3 separate regions of the Mus musculus genome follow, and regions 1 and 3 are each linked to region 2. The links are chromatin contacts, called in public promoter capture Hi-C maps. All regions are on one chromosome and are shown on one strand. The core of a region is the stretch at or near the end of the contact, and the rest is flanking DNA. Distances in the headings are between cores, read along the strand shown. Region 1 holds the start of Magee1 (melanoma antigen, family E, 1). Region 2 holds the start of 5330434G04Rik (RIKEN cDNA 5330434G04 gene). Region 3 holds the start of Fgf16 (fibroblast growth factor 16).

The links. Promoter capture Hi-C pulls out the DNA fragments that hold promoters and counts their contacts.
Region 1: a promoter capture Hi-C map of hippocampal neurons shows a contact between it and region 2, with 3 times the contacts expected there. The contact joins the promoter of Magee1 here to the promoter of 5330434G04Rik in region 2. A contact is called at or near these places in 4 of 39 promoter capture datasets (cranial neural crest, frontonasal cranial neural crest, hippocampal neurons and 1 more).
Region 3: a contact with region 2 is called in a promoter capture Hi-C map of neural stem cells. The contact joins the promoter of Fgf16 here to the promoter of 5330434G04Rik in region 2. A contact is called at or near these places in 4 of 39 promoter capture datasets (cranial neural crest, embryonic stem cells, hippocampal neurons and 1 more), 1 of 484 Hi-C or Micro-C datasets (cortical neurons) and 2 of 115 datasets of contacts at active chromatin or transcription factors (forebrain and neural progenitor cells).

The regions. Positions count from the first base shown.
Region 1 is chrX:105,118,998-105,122,223 of GRCm38.p6, forward strand. Magee1 (melanoma antigen, family E, 1) reads left to right here and starts at 1,381. Exons shown (of 1, transcript NM_053201.4): 1 at 1,381-3,226. The coding sequence starts at 1,614.
Region 2 is chrX:105,389,996-105,393,398 of GRCm38.p6, forward strand. 5330434G04Rik (RIKEN cDNA 5330434G04 gene) reads right to left here and starts at 1,759. Exons shown (of 5, transcript NR_015552.2): 1 at 1,481-1,759.
Region 3 is chrX:105,762,620-105,765,731 of GRCm38.p6, forward strand. Fgf16 (fibroblast growth factor 16) reads left to right here and starts at 1,858. Exons shown (of 3, transcript NM_030614.2): 1 at 1,858-2,195. The coding sequence starts at 1,922.

The sequences.
Region 1 (3,226 bases), core at 131-2,630, 270 kb before region 2:
TTTTTAAATAATGTGACCACCCCTGAGTGTTCCATATGTGACTGTTCTATTGTACATGGTATAATTTTGTGTGCAGCTATTAAATTAACAACTTTATTTAAATTGTGATCTCTTTTAATTCTAGTGCAGGCACATGGAAGAGCCCCTTCTTTGTGTGTGCTTGACAGTCATTAGGAAACATGAACTCTCATGCACACTAATGTGAACAAGAAGGAACACTCAACTCCCCAAATGTACACGTGTCTTCTGCTGCAGCAGAATATAGCATGGCATTTTTAACTGCATTCTGGGCTTGCTTCTCACCAGCTTGATTTTAATAGACTGTAGCAGAATCTTTGGGAAAGCTCCTCCACAAGTTTCACTTATGAAAATGAGCCTGTTCTCCTAACCATAGACATTAGCCAAGATTCAGAGGCTAATCATATGCACATATTTAGGTAATGCTGTAATAGGCCCATAGTCGATTTTGTGGACCCATGTGCTGAATGCAATGTGGATAACATAAAATATTGTTGGAATATGACACCATATGATTGATTCTGTTAAAACCAGTTGGTACTGCACAAAGCTACACAAGATTAACTTCACAGAAACATGCAGAATACTGGCAGCATAGGTAACCATGAGGCCCTATAAGGAAACCAAATGTTTCCTTCTATCCATTATCCTTCTAATTCTGGACAGCTTCCTGTGCTTTAGCTGGCTCATATTCCAGTAGCTCTTTAGTAACTAATAGAAACCTTCCCAGAGACTTGCCTCCATAAACCATGCTAATTGCAGTTTTCAAAACCTGACAGTGAGTTTTTCTAACAGACCCCATGGTGCTAACTAACTGTCCTAGGATAATTAATTTTGGGTGTGGTTGGAATAGCACTATTGAAGGACTCCACAAAAGAGATTACATTTTTCTACATTGGTAAGGGTTGGGACTGTGCAGTGAAAATTTCTAGCTAGCTACAGGTTTCCTAAGTAGAACTAAATCCCAGCCCTTTGGAGAAGGGGCAGTAATTTGAGAGGTATTAGAGGTTTCGATAGAGAAAATGACAGAGGAGACAAGGGAGGGGATGAAAGCTGCACCCTTCCATGCGCCACGCACATTTTCCCCAATGCATCCTTAGGATGCAATTTTGAAAATCTATCAAGTACCTGACACTTGGGTAGAAACCTTCTAGTAGGTACCCTGACTCTTGAGAAATAGCTAGTATTACCTCCATTTACCCATCTGCTCCAAGCTCCTTGTCTCCTATCAAAGCCTCCCTCCTGCCATTGCGCAGTTTTGGTGCAGAATCACCAGGTCCACTTTCGCAAACCCACGGGAGAGGCTGGGTTGGGCGGGGTCGCCTTGTCGCAGAGCCCAACTGCGCCTGCGCGGACTGCGGCAGAAGGCGGGGTGTGAGAGGCGAGCATTCTGAGACTAGCGTTCACAGTCGGCTAGAACCTTCGTTCTTGCCCACCACCTCTAATTTCTGCTCCTGCGACTTGCTCGGGCCTGGCAGCAGCAGCATTCCTGCTCTAGCGGCAGTTCCGTGCAGAGGCGCCTACATACCTCTCCCCCTCGTCTGTGAGATCGCGGGCCTGTCAGTGTCAGCTTCCACACGTCGGTCGACAGGACCATGTCGCTGGTAAGCCAGAATTCGCGCCGCCGCCGCGGTGGAAGGGCCAATGCGCGCAGAAACAACGGGAAGGGTCACCCTGCTGCTGTGCCAGGCCCAGACGTCCCTCGGGATCGCAACGATCCTAAGATCCTCCAGGGCCTCCGCGCCTCTGAGGGCCCTGGCACCTCCATGCTGCCCACCCCCCGGGAGGGCCCAAGCGCCTCTGTGCCGCCCACCGCCTCAGAGGGCTCAAGCGCCCCTAGGCAGTTCATCATTTCCCAGGGGCCGAACACCTCCGAGATGCCCACCTCCAGGAAGGGTCGGGGCGCCTCCCGGCCTCCTGCAGTTTCCGCAGGGCTGAACACCGCTATGTCAATCACCGCCTCGGAGGGCCCGAATAGCCCTGTGCCGCCCACTGCTCCTAAAGGCTCAAAGGCCTATGAGCATCTCCCTGTCTCAGAAGGGCTGGCCATCTCTGAGCAGCGTCACTCTGATGGGGGCCCTAACATGGAGCCCACCCTGGGTGAGGGCCCGGGAATCTCGGTGCCGCCCACCTTCTCTGAGGAATCGGGCATTTCTGATGAGGGCTTGAGCATCTTTATGTCGCCCAACATCTCGGAGGGACCGGGTATCAACGAGCCCTACTCCGTTAGTGAGGACCCAAGCACTTCGGTGCCGCCCACTGACTCTAATGGACTGGGCATCAACCTGCCGCCCACCTTCGGTGAGGGCCTGAGCATCTCTATGCTGTTCTCCGCTTTGGAGGAACCCGACATCTTTGCGCCGCCCCCCTCCGCTGAGGGACTGTTCGCCTCCATGTCGCCCCCCTCCGGTGAGATCCAGAGCTCCTGGGTGTCGCCCATCATAATGGAGGGATGTAACGTCAACGTGCCGCCCACCTCCAAAAAGGGACTGCGCACCTCGGTGCCATCAGCTGCTTGTGAGAGCCCGAGCACCTCAGCCGAGGGCCTGAGCTCGTCCCTGTCATCCATTTCTGCTGAGGGCTTCTGCAGCTCGCTGGCGCCATGCGCTGCGGAGGGATCCTGTGAGCTGCTTCCCTGCGGGGAGGGCCGGAGCACCTCGGAGCTGCACTGCCTGGGGGAGGGGTCGAGCACCTCGCAGATGTCCCTAGCTGCCGAGGGCCCTAGCGCTTCTGGGATGCCCACTGAAGCTAATAACCCCGAGGAAGCACTGAGCTGCTGTGCTTCTGAGCGCAGGAACAAGAGCACCTCCCGTGCTCTGCAAAAGGCCAAGGATCCATCTGTACGCCCAAAGCGTGAAGACCGCTTCCTGGATTTCCAGGTCCTGAGAGACAGTAAGAATTCCAACTCCATCACCATTATGGGCCTGGGCACCTCCCGCGTTGCTCTTACCTTGAAGCCTCAGGATCCCATGGAGCAAAACGTAGCAGAATTGTTGCAGTTTCTGCTGCTGAAGGATCAGACCAAGTACCCTATCAAGGAATCTGATATGAGGGAATTCATTGACAAAGACTATCGCCACCAGTTCCCGGAGATCCTCAGACGAGCAGCAGTCCACCTGGAGTGCATTTTTCGGTTTGAACTGAAGGAGCTCGACACTGAGGAGCACATCTACATCCTGCTCAACAAACTGGGACCAGTGCCCTTTGA
Region 2 (3,403 bases), core at 509-3,008:
TTGGGTAATAATCAACAAGTTATCATAAAAACAGCAAATATTCTCATATATGTTTTATAGTTTATAAAAATCTCCATTAAGTAATTTTCCCTTTGATCTTCAAAAAAGTCCAGTGGTATCATTTGTGGAGAAGCATTAATTTAAAATAATTTAGGAAGAAATTATCTGTATCAGGATAAACTATATGCACATACACATACACAAAAATAATCTCTGCCACACAATCCAGATCAATAAAAACAAAAAGGTTGAATGTCAGCTACTTTGCCCCCAAAGGCATGAAACTCTAAGGAAGACTATAAAATATCATAACAAGTATTAGGAGGTTAATTTACTCAAAGTTCACATAGCAAATAACAGGGATGACACTCAAAGCCTGGGTTATCTGACTCTAAACCTTCTAATTTTTCCACCTCAATCCTGGAAAGGCCATTCAGCTGCCTTCAGTAAAATGGCCGCCATCCTCCCTTTGGAGAAATGGGCAGTGGCTAACTGAAGCAACCTTCCTAAACATACAGAATCCTAACAAATTCTCCAAACATATATTTATATTAAAGATCAACTTCCCTCCCAGGCAGCCAAGTTTCTAGATCATTCTAGGAAAGCTTTCTTTTGCTGCTTCCAAGAAGGGAGCCAGAGAATCACATGCACCCCCTAGCAGCTGCACCAGCCAGCTCCAACCCCACCCTCCATCTTGCAGCAGAACATCAGTCGTCATCAAGTCATCAGGCCTGCCCACTGTCCCACTGCATCAGAAATGCTGCAGTCTGTGAAAATATCATTGTTTTCATCCTCCATGCCTCAGCCTCAACCTTTTCACTGCACTCCCCACAAAGAGCAGGAACACAGGCACATGACAGAAATCCAGACCACATATGCTAGTTTCTACATCAACCTACAGCCCTGAGGATAACCCATGCCAGGGATGAGAAAAGAGGTACTATTCTCAACCTGCCACTTCCCCAACTACCCTGCTGAAACAGAAATTAGAAAGTGAGCGCCCCAACTCAATTCTAATCAACTCATTCATGCACACCTGTCTTACTTATTCTTATTTGCTATTTCTTCAAAATTGCTCACTCCCTCCTAATTTAAATGACCAGCTCAGTTAAAGAGGTGAAAGGATGGCCATTTGTAGGCTTGGAACTATCAAAAAGCCTGAGGTGACACACATATAAAGAATGGCCTAGGAGCAGGCCTGCAGAGCCAGACAGCATCACTGCACCACAAATCACCCAGTCTCAGCTCCAGCCTACCAGATGATGTCAGCATTCAGACTGTCTCCTAGACACCTGAATTTAGAGCCCCAAACCCTGCATTGCTTCCTAGAAATGACCTCTCAACCTCTAAAAAAAAATTGTTTCTGGTTGCACCAACCTCTTCTGAGCCTTCCCTCTACCAACCCTACTTCCTATATTTTCCTGCTTCCTTAATCAGACTTTTTTCCTTCTCTCAGATTACTTTCAACTTTTATAAATACCTGGCTCCTTGTCTGTACTTGAGTCAGCATAGTATTCAGCCATCTTCCTGGATTTACCGACCTCAGGCTCCAGTTCTGCATAATTAGCTTAAACTGGCTCAAATGGATTTTAACTGGTCAGAAATTCAATTTTTTTCTTTGTCATAAAAGATCTAAAGAGACCAAGAGCAACTTCTGGCCATTTTCAACCCATTTGCTCCAGTTCACAGCACTCACGCAGAAGTATGGCACTGAGGGGCTCAGGATACCTCAGGAATGAGATGAAACTGCGTCAAGTCTGCTCAGAAGACCAGTGGGGGACAAAAAGGACCTGATGCTAAGGACCATACCATTAGTAATGGTGATGCTAGAGGGGGAATCAGAAAGAGCCTAATAGTCCATGAGGTAGGATCAAACCACTGTGGACCCCGGGGGAGGGGCTAAAAGCCTGATGCTCCGTGACGCAGTATCTAATCATTCCTGTGAGACAGGAGGGGAAAGATGCTGATGCTCAGCAGATAGGAGCAAACCACTGCAGTGAACAGGGAACCGAGTGGGGATGGTTTAGTGTAAGACACAATCAAATCACTCTAGGTGTTAGCTAAATAACTACCTGGAAAAATAAAAGCAGAAAGGGCCTAATAATCTGTGAGACAGGAGCAGGCCACTCTGGAGGTTTAGTGGAAAGGATGCTGTTCTGAGAAGCAGGACCAAACCACTGGGGGAAAGGAGGGGAGCAGAACGAGCTGAAATCTCTTTAAGCAAATTTAATTTCCTCCTAGTGACATAAAGGAAGAGCCAACATTCTGTGAGACAGAATCAGATCCTGTTTCTTGGTTTATCATGGGTTCAACATACATTATCTCCTTTGCTCTTTACTCTGCCCTGATAGTTGGATCAGACCATCTTTCCACAAAAGCTTTTGCAGAAATTCTGAGCTGTCCCTCAGGGTTGCTAGGCAACAGTGCAGCAGCTGCCCAGCGAACCTTGCCCTTTTGACATTAACCCCTTAGTTTCTGAATAGAAAATAAGATGCATGAAAAATTAGGAACAAGTTGAGGCAATTATCAACACATGGTAGTCAAGGAGGAGTGGCTCGTGTATAAAGACCTAGCAAATATAAACATAGAAGTGAGTGGGTGAGAAATGATGGATACATAGAAGAGAAAACATTTTGACATGGTGGCCATCCTATAGACATTAAAGAGGAAAACCAATCCCTGGTCAGGCCTTAGACTCTTCCCATGACATCCCTAATCAGTGCCTTTTGAATATCTTTTCTATCTTTTTTTTGTAAGGCAGTGGTTGTAATTTCCTGGGAAACAAATTTCATTTTCCTATAACTCTGGTTATCCCTTTTCTATTGGAGCCAAATATTCCCAGTTTGGCCCCATAGTTTCTGTTCTGACCTCTAGAGCAGTAGTTAATAAAGGCAAACTAGAACTCACAGGCTATATCTAACCTACTGTCTATTTTTGTTCAGCTAAGAATGGTCTTGACATTTTAAATAACCCCCTTTTAAAGCAAAGCAAGGGCTTCATGCTTCTTTGGTTATATACACATAGGGTCACTTTCCTGTCACCAAGACAGAGTTGAATAGGCACATAGAAACCAGGAGTGTTCTCAAAATCATTAACATACTGAATCTCATGAGGCCTGGATTTTTAGCTGGGAAAGACAACTAACCCTATAGCTTGATAGCCTTTCACTTAGAAGATCTCAGATACTTTGGAGACTCTCTGTCAGAGAGTCTTTAAGCCTTGCTCTACATCCACCTTAAGAGACCAGACAGCTAGGAAAGAGGGACCATGCAAACAAACTAGCTCTTTCTGGTTCTGATGCTGCAAGGTCCTTAGCTCCACAATGTGCCTGCCTTCATGGGCTCCGGGCTAAATAACCTGGTCAGGAAGGCAAAGCCCACAGTGATGTCTGCCAGGCATCCAA
Region 3 (3,112 bases), core at 608-3,107, 370 kb after region 2:
AAGAGCAGCCAGTGCTCTTAAACACCGAGCCATCTCTCCAGCCTCTAGATTCCACCTTTTGCTTGTGTGTGGGGGTCCATTAAAACTGTATGATAACTTGCATGTGTGTTCACTGTTGCTGAAAGCATCTTTCCTTTGAGTGTCTATATGTGCCAGGCATTGCGCTTGGCCCAGGAGAGTCCCTCTGAGCTAAAGAAGCACAGCAGAAACAAGCCACAGTGCTGTTCCAAACTAAGAATTGCTATGGGTCCAGGATGTGAGCACAGGGTGCACGTGGAGCCTTAGAGTAGGGCCTCAAATTGCACTGAGTTGTGGGGAGGCTTGTTTACTCATTTTATGGTAACCCTGAATTTGAACTTGTGGCTCGGTGGGGTCTCCAGCAGGAGGCGCAGTAAAGGCGCCGAAGGGTAGGATTGGGGGTTCAGTCACTACCAGAACCTGGGAAGGCGGCCAGCGCCTGCTGCGTGTGAAAACTGCAAGCAACAACGCCATTTAATAAGGAAGAAGGAGGCGAGCGCCAGAGGCCCAGAGGGACCGTGGGGTTCAGGTGCGGGGCAGAGATGCAGGGGCTTGCGGCAGGCAGGCACCTGCTCGCCAGGTCCTCTCCACCCAGCCTCTCTTTCTGGCAGCCGCCAGTTCCCACCCCTGACGGCCGCTCTTCCTGATAGAGTTTCTTGGAACAGGGCACAGGACAGAGCGAGGAAACACCTGTTTCCAACAAGAAAAGAGGTGTATAGGGGGAGAGCCCCCACCAGGCTTCCAATGGCCTCTCACAGAGCTTGCTCTCCTGAGCCTTGTAAAAGCGCGCCCAGAAATCCATGGAGATCATTTTTCAAAAAGATCGCTTTCTATGTCTTAGCCTCCACCCCTCTATGTCTAAGCCACAACGTCCTTTTTAAAAAGTCTTCTTTCCCTCTGGGATTTCCCGCTCCTCCCAGACCCTTTAAGCGCCCCCACCCTTTGGTGCCTGCAGGGACCTCCACCACCTCTCAAGACCTTACAGCTGCAACTGCGTTTGGCTTCCAGAACGTTTTCGCTTCCTCAGACCCCTGTGGACCTACAGGTGGGGAGTGGGACTAAAGGGCAGCAGAACAAAGGAGCTGGAGCGCCCCTGTCCCGGGCCAGATACCCCTTCCGCAGCCTCTTTTGGGCCAGAGAAGAGGAGCTCAACAGCGCGAGGACTCCCTCCCCCCAGCCCCGGTCTCCGGCACTTCCCAGAGGGGAGCAGCGGGAGGATGCGTGGGAGGCGGGGGTGGCCCTTGCAGCAGACCGACAGACAGACCCCGGAGGAACTAGCCTGCGTGGCCGTGGTCGCCAATGGCCTCCACGTACTGGGCTCCGTTATTTCATCAGCAGTTTAAGAAAACCTGCCAAAAGCAGTTATGCCTCACTGCAATGTGTAGCTTTTTCCTGCCATTTTTTTCATAATAAAAGAGGGAGTGAAGCTCGCTCGCTCGCTCCCCGCCTCCACCCCCCTCTCCCAAAAAGAGCCAAATGGATACGAGAAGGGGGGAAAAAAGGAAAGAACCCACACACCAATCTCTGAGGGGATGCCAGTGAGGTGTGGCTTGTATTTAAATATCCAATATGTCAATGGAAGGGGAGTGGGTACGTATATAAAGTGCCATTTGCATCTGATAGCTCCAGGAAGCCAGCTATGAGAGGCCAGGAGAGATGGATGCGGAGGGGAAGCCGAACTTTAACTGAGAGCAAGGTCAGGAGCGCGCTGCCCCACGCTCCCCGCCGCTGAGAAGTTCTTTGGACGCGAACAGACGTGTGCTGCAGCTGGGCAGAGCGCGGAGCCGAGCAGCGAGCGAGCGAGCAAGCGAGCGCCGCCGACCCGCCCGCCCGCGCCCGCCGCCAAGACAGGCAGTTCGCGCCCCGGGGCCCCGGCTCGGCCCGCGCCGCCGCCGGCCCCGCCATGGCGGAGGTCGGGGGCGTCTTTGCCTCCTTGGACTGGGACCTGCACGGCTTCTCCTCCTCTCTGGGGAACGTGCCCTTAGCTGACTCCCCGGGTTTCCTGAACGAGCGCCTGGGCCAGATCGAGGGGAAGCTGCAGCGCGGCTCGCCCACAGACTTCGCCCACCTGAAGGGGATCCTGCGGCGCCGCCAGCTCTACTGCCGCACCGGCTTCCACCTTGAGATCTTCCCCAACGGCACGGTGCACGGCACCCGCCACGACCACAGCCGCTTCGGTGAGGACCCGGCCGTGGAGGGGTGGTGGGGGAGAGGGAGCGGACGGACCGCGGACTAGGGAGCCGTCGACGCGGGGCTGTCCCGCAGGGGTCCCCCCGAACCTTCTAGCACCGGACGCCGTCCGGACCCGTCGGGGTGGGATGCGGTGGCAGGGCCCTAAGCCTGGCGGGGACTCGGTGGCCCCCCGCGCCCCGCGACGCTCCCCGGAGGGGGCGGAGGCGCCTCGCGGTGCGGCCTCTTCCAGCCGCTCCACCCTCCCTCCTCCCGGAGCAAGGGGTTCCCCGTGAGAGCCCATCGTCGGGTCTCCGAGGGAAGCAGGTGGAGTCTGGAGAGGAGCCGAAGTCCTCGACTAGGAGGCAGGGGACCGCGGCCAGAGGAGTCTTAAGGGTGGCAGACCCGTCGCGACTGATCGCCCAGAGCAGGAGCCTCCACGGGCCAGCGGCCCTTACCCAAATCACTTTTATCTGACGGGGATCCGGCCGTCATGGCACTGGTCATCCTCAGGGGTGGCTCTGCCCAGGGTAGAAGCCAATCCAGGCAGCACAGCATGAGCCTGGGAGCCTGGGAGCTGAGAATCTAGAAAAACCTTGGGGTGCCCACTGCCTATGAACAAGTCTTGGGTATCTTTTGCCCAGAACTTACTCCTCGCCCACGTGAGGGAACTGCCCCGAACCCACTGCCAGCCCCAGAAACAGGAAATGTCTAATCTCCAGGCAAGATTGCCTCTGCCAGCCTGCGACTGTACAGATTGTTCAGAGCACCCAGCTGCCTGCATCGCCATACAGAACTAATTACACGATTAATATAAACCTTGATCTGGGACGGCAATCTTTAGGCTTCTAAGCAACTGTGTTCCCTCTTCTGTAATTTGCCGGGTTTTTTATTTTCAATTTCCTATTCATTATTAAGCCATCAA